Linked DNA regions of Mus musculus: region 1 is linked to region 2. The links are chromatin contacts, called in public HiChIP or PLAC-seq maps. All regions are on one chromosome and are shown on one strand. Each heading gives the region's core, a stretch centred on a gene start, on an enhancer-like site or on the middle of the called end of the contact. The rest is flanking DNA. Distances are from core to core; before and after follow the strand shown.

Region 1 (2,827 bases), core at 117-2,616, 110 kb after region 2:
GCATTCCCTGGACCTGGTCTGTGAGTGGGGCTGCACCCAGACACTATTGCCTACGCCAGCAAGATTTTGCTGAAAGGACACTGATATAGCTGTCTCGTGTGAGGCTATGCCAGTGCCTGGCAAATACAGAAGTGGATGCTCACAGTCAGCTATCAGATGGAACACAGGGCCCCCAATGGAGGAGCTAAAGAAAGTACCCCAAGGAGATGAAGGAGTCTGAAACCCTATAGGTGGAACAACAATATGAACTAACCAGTAACCCCCAGAGCTTGTGTCTCTAGCTGCATATGTAAGCAGAAGATGGCCTAGATGGTCATCATTGGGAAGAGAGGCCCCTTGGTCTTGCAAACTTTATATGCCCCAGTACAGGGGAATGCCAGGGTCAAGAAGTGGGAGTGGGTGGGTAGGGGAGCAGGGCGGTGAGAGGGTATAGGGAACTTTCGGGATAGCATTTGAAATGTAAACAAAGAAAATATCTAATAAAAAAAAAAAAACAAAGAAGACATTCTAAGCATGGTGGGACTCCCTCACCACCCTCCTTACTGGGAAAGAGGCCAGAAGGGACCGTACCCATTCTCTGTAATTAGTTTTGCCTCGACCATCCGAATTTGAAACCAGGTAAGGAAATCAATACACAGGGAAAGCTCTTCTTCATTATGGTCATGATCTATACCTGTGCAGGTCCCTTCTAATAGTCTTATAGTCCACCCAGCTGTGCCTTAGAAACACCTGGTCACAAAAGAACCTCCCCCTGAAACCAGCCACAGAAGACAGAAAAGATCTATTTCAAGTGTGTGGCATCCAGCAGGTGCTCAACAAATTACTGCCATAGAACACTATCACACACACACCCCTTCTTCCACCTGGCAGGGGAAGTCCCAGCACACCCTGTTCAAAAAGACATCAGAATCCTTTCCTACAGCGGCTCTGAGGTCAACCCATCTACATTTTCCTAAACCAAATACTAGTCAATTATTCAACATTTTTTAGCGATGCCCACAAGTAAAACCACATGTTCTAGGACTACATACTTTTCAAAAATATCCCAGGGTTGGTACATCCAACGGCTTTGGTGATGTTCCAATGTTAAAATTAAAACAAGAGATTCCATTGCGGGCTTGTAAGCTTCCTTTACTTTCCCCAAAGTGAACACAGTTGTTCTGCAGATCTGTGTGAAAAGTCTAAAAACACAAATCGAAAGTTAGATTGGAAAATCCCCACTGAAAATCAGTTCATACTAGTTCTTTGGTAAAAATACAGAGTTAGCTGGCTAATTCTGCTCTGCCACCCCTTGACTTGGCAAAGAGTGATTTAGACTATTTCCTGTCAACCCACCAAATCGAAAAGCATGTGTCTTCCAGGAAAGCCGAGACAACTAATTACCCAGACTGTGTCTGCATCTATGCCTGTTCGTGTGGTGCGCGTGTGTCCTACCCCTCTGTGACGTTGTGGGCGGTGAGGTTTCCCTGCACAAAGAGCTGAATGTTTTGTTTTGTTCCTGGAACAAAACAAGTCATGGAACCATGACTGCTGTCAATCCCATTGTAATTTGGCTGACTCCCATGGAAAACAACACCTCTCTACACGGGAGGTAGCTTTGGGACTTCAGGGAGCCCTGCAGAGCTGATGACTTCTGCATACCCACCCTTAAGAGCTCCTTTGTGTTATTTGTCTAAAATGCCCACAATATTGTTAGTTCTAGCCTTCCATCCCCTCGTTGAACTCCAGGAGCCCCTCCTGCATCTCCTTTTGACACCCAGAGACTCTCTACCCTCTGTTGATCTCGTGTCCTGCCCAAGGGTTCAGATTGCCAGCATTACATGAGTTCACCCAGGGGACTCCTGTGGAGGAGTTCTGTCTTGACTCTAACTGTAAGTCCAGGAGAAGAAAGGAGACTGCTAAGGGATTGCCACACACAGAGGACTTCACTAAAGCACCACAGAGCCTTTGTGCTCTGAGAGATGAGTGCCAACTCAATGAGATCCGAGCTCCATCATTACATGCCTCCAGGGCCACCCAGGAAAATGTGATCACATGACCACAACCTCCTTCCTGCTGCTGTCACTGAACTGTCACAATGGACAGTGAGGGTTCCCACACACCATTTGCTGGCCACATCAGGTGTCCAGGTGTGGTGAGACAAGGAGAGGCACTTCTCAGCTTCTCCACCTGTGGCCAGTACACCCTGAAGCTTCACAGCCCTGGAACTTGGCATTGTTTTTTCTGGAGGAGAGGTGATCAACTCCACCTCACTCTCCAAACCAGAAGTTCCCAGGGAGAGCTTTCAACTTTGGGGTCTAGATCAGTGGCCGGCTGATATTGCTGGACCCTCGTCTGGTTCTCAGACAGCACTTTCATGGCTAGAACCCAGCTGTAAGAGGAAAATGTGATACAGAGATGGAAAGAAAGTAGAGGCAGGTACCCAGACGGGAAGCTGGAGGAGTTGAAAGGGGACCACCCCGGGATGAGAGGGACTTTCGGAAGGGAGGTATATTTTAGAGGATTTAAAGACTTCTGCCCACTGCCTGGTTCAATCCTATCACTCCTCTGGCCTCCTCTTCAAGGGGCTTCAGAAAGTCTAACAGATTCCACCAAGAGTTCTGATATGGTGTCCTACTGTGTTTGCCACTACTATAATCAAGTAGCACACTTATCAGTTTATAAAGGATAGGTGTTTATTTGGCTCATGGTTCTGAAGAATGGGGAATTCAAGATCAGATACTAGGAAGGACTCTTTGTGGGATGCAAGGTGGCAGAGGGCATCACATGCCAAGACAGAATGGCCTGGTTTAAGTCTCTTCTTCTTCTTCTTCTTCTTTTTTTTTTT
Region 2 (2,939 bases), core at 195-2,694:
GGTTAAGGGTTGCCAGACTTCTGGAGGACAGGTGGCTACTGATGCCCCTCTGTGCCCTGCCTACTAGCACGGTGTTTGTAGATGCTTAAAGATACCTTACAGATGCTCAGTCCTTGTGGAATGAGTGATGGCTGAAAAATGCCAGCCCAAGTCAGACAGACCCTGAAATATCTGACTGTAAAGTCCCACCAATAACACACAAGGGACATTTGGGCAACGCTGTGATAATTCTATTAATAGAAATCTCTTAATATTTGACTTGTGTCAGGGGGATTAAAAGATATGATCAGGATTCAGAAAGATCAATTTTTTTAAAACCCTAACTAATCCAAGTCCAGAGGCTAAAGCTAAACCCTTCCTTCATCTTTCTTTCTAGAATATTTATTGCCTGTCCCCTAGGATGTTCACGGAAGCTGGCTTCCATCATCCTCCAGGTCTTCCTGCTTGGTCCTCCCTCTGGTCCTCTAGTTGACTATGCTGCCTATGCCTTGACTCCATTGCATATTCTCGGCAGAGCTCTGCCTGCTTCTTGCCTACCAACTCTGGCTGGACCAAGTCCACAACATCAGTGTCTTTATAGTGCCTTGTATTTGTTACTCTTCTCACCACAGTGAAAGGGTTTATTCCGGCTGGGCTTTGAAAGGTTAATGCTCAGTCATGGCAGGACAGGGGTGGTGGTGTGCATGGCTGAGGGAGTGTGTAGCTGAGGCACTTCCCATCTCATAGATCATGAAGCAGAGAGAAGGATGACAATGTTCGGTGGGCTTCCTCCCTTTTATTCAGATTAGGTTTCTCAGCAGATGACAGTGACCAGCCCAGCCATTCAGGCTTAGCTCTTCTCTCCTCCTTAGAAACCCCCCCACGTACTTACTCAAAGCTGTGATTCATCAATGCCCAAGGTATTTAATTGAGTTGCCAATAAAACGTCACCATCTTAGTCTCACGTCTCTTGTCTCTAGGGCAGTATCTCTTGCCTCCTAAAGGAAACCAGATGTCTTGGAACACTTCCCACTCAGTATCTTCTACCGATCTACACCTTTCCCAACTTTCTTCTCCTTCCTGTATTGGGATACCCAGCTGTACTTACTGATTCAACCACAAGCCTGTGATCAATGGTGACTTTTTAATCCCTCATTTTAAACCATCCGTGCAACCCTAGATCCTGTTGATTCTCCCCCTTAAGCATTCCAGAACTTACTTCACTACTCGAGCCCCTGAGAACCTCTGGTATAGACTTTGCAGTAGACTTCCTCTAGCTTATCTTCCATTCAAGAATCAAAATGGCTTTTAAAACAAAATGCAAGGTGATTACTTGTTCTTAGCAAATCACTGAAGTTTGTCGATGTTAATAAAGTCTGGATTCCCTTTGCACGGCATGCAGAGCAAACAGTGTATGACCTAGCATTGTGGCCTTGTCCTGCAGTGTGCCCTCACTCTGGAATTGTGTTCTGACCAGCTGGACGCTTGCTGCTTGTATATCTGCACATGTGACTGCTCCCTCTGTCAGGGCTGTCATTTGTTTAATTACTGACTGATGGATTCCATATGGGTCAGGTCAGATTGAGATCCTCCGGGAAGCTTGGCTTCCCCCGTGTCTGATCTCATGAGGCTTTATACATTTATTTGTATATATTGCTTTCATTTCACAAAACTGTCAAAAGAACCATAGTGTACAGCTGTGTTCTCGGTACCTGGCAGACAGCAGGTATTCATTCTTTTGGTCAGCATTACCAGAAGGCTTCTTATATGTTGGGCACAGACAAAGTGCTAGGAACACAAAGCTGAAAGTTCTTAGTGTTTGTCCCTGAGGAATCCATAAATGGCCTTGCTTATTCATTCTGAACTTACTTACTACCCTCTGTGTGCCCAGGAGGTACCGTATGTCACAATGGTTGTTCAGGATAAGGACAAGGCAGGAACCCCCTGTCCAACTGCAGATTGGACAGGAGAAGACAGAATGCAGGCAGGCAAACGACACAGACATAAAAATAATCTTAGGTTGTGATTATGAAGGGAAACTCGCCAAACCCACAGAGAACAGGAAAATATTTGACAACCTATAATTCCGTGGCGACGTTTAAACCGAAGCTACATGAAGTCTAGAAAGAACATTTGTGCAATAAGATCTGTGTGTTATAGCCTTAGGGTAGAGCAGCCTTGGCATGCCCCAGGATCTCTTGAGGAGCCATGAGTCTGGGGCACAGTGGGAGAGGAGAGAACGCTATGAGACAGATAGAAAAGCACAGCCAGCTCACAGGGCCTTAGAAGGTACTGTAAAGACTGTTTTTATTTTTAAACAAATCCTGTAAGTATAGGTGGAATGAATGAGTAAAAGTAAGTATTGCCTTTGCTTCTTTCCTCCCTTCCTCTGTCCCTCCCTGTGCCCTCCTCCTCCATGTCCCTCCATGTCTTACAATACCTAACACAAGGCTGATCCCACATCTCCCAAAGGCAGAAGCATGAAGGCATCTCAAAGTTGACATCTGGCTTTAACTAGTCCTCTCTCCTACTCTCAGATTTCCTCCCCATCCCATATGCCTCACTGGGAAGGACATCCTCTAATCCTTCCTTTCTTGGCATGGTCTCATGTAGCCCAGGCTGAGCTCAAACTTTCTTTATGTAGTTGAGGATGGCCTCCCTCCCAGGTGCTGGAGTTACAGAGGTGTACCACCATGTCTGGGTTATAAAATGATGGTGTTTGGCATTTAACGCAGATGTTTCTCAGATGGCACCTTTGGCTGGAAGCATCCTTCATAGTTCTAAGTTGAGAAAGGGACATACATTCTGGACTGATCTGGAGATCGGGCCCAGGAGCTGTGTGGCTTTTTTTTTTTTTTCACCTTAAAATGGAAATCTTGGTACCCACCTCAGAAGGTCACTACGAAGAGTAATGAAAGAAAATTGCAGGCATAGAGTAATAACTCAACACAGCTTAGCTG

What was found. HiChIP or PLAC-seq counts read pairs in DNA pulled down with a chosen protein or histone mark.
Region 1: a contact with region 2 is called in a CTCF HiChIP or PLAC-seq map of CD8 T cells, with 11 read pairs. The contact joins two enhancer-like sites. A contact is called at or near these places in 1 of 39 promoter capture datasets (the 3T3-L1 cell line), 1 of 15 datasets of contacts at CTCF or cohesin (CD8 T cells), 7 of 484 Hi-C or Micro-C datasets (the 3T3-L1 cell line, the CH12 cell line, Th1 cells and 3 more) and 2 of 115 datasets of contacts at active chromatin or transcription factors (CD8 T cells and heart atrium).

What each region holds. Positions count from the first base shown.
Region 1 is chr15:58,683,810-58,686,636 of GRCm38.p6, forward strand. No RefSeq gene overlaps it. Among named protein-coding and RNA genes, the nearest start is that of Gm41329, 75 kb to the right of the region's middle. Within about 2 kb of position 1,367, at least 48 of the 459 cell types and tissues checked have an H3K27ac peak or open chromatin away from gene starts, as enhancers often do.
Region 2 is chr15:58,578,502-58,581,440 of GRCm38.p6, forward strand. All of the region lies in intron 16 of Fer1l6 (fer-1-like 6 (C. elegans)), which reads left to right. Among named protein-coding and RNA genes, the nearest start is that of Gm36451, 17 kb to the right of the region's middle. Within about 2 kb of position 1,445, at least 14 of the 459 cell types and tissues checked have an H3K27ac peak or open chromatin away from gene starts, as enhancers often do.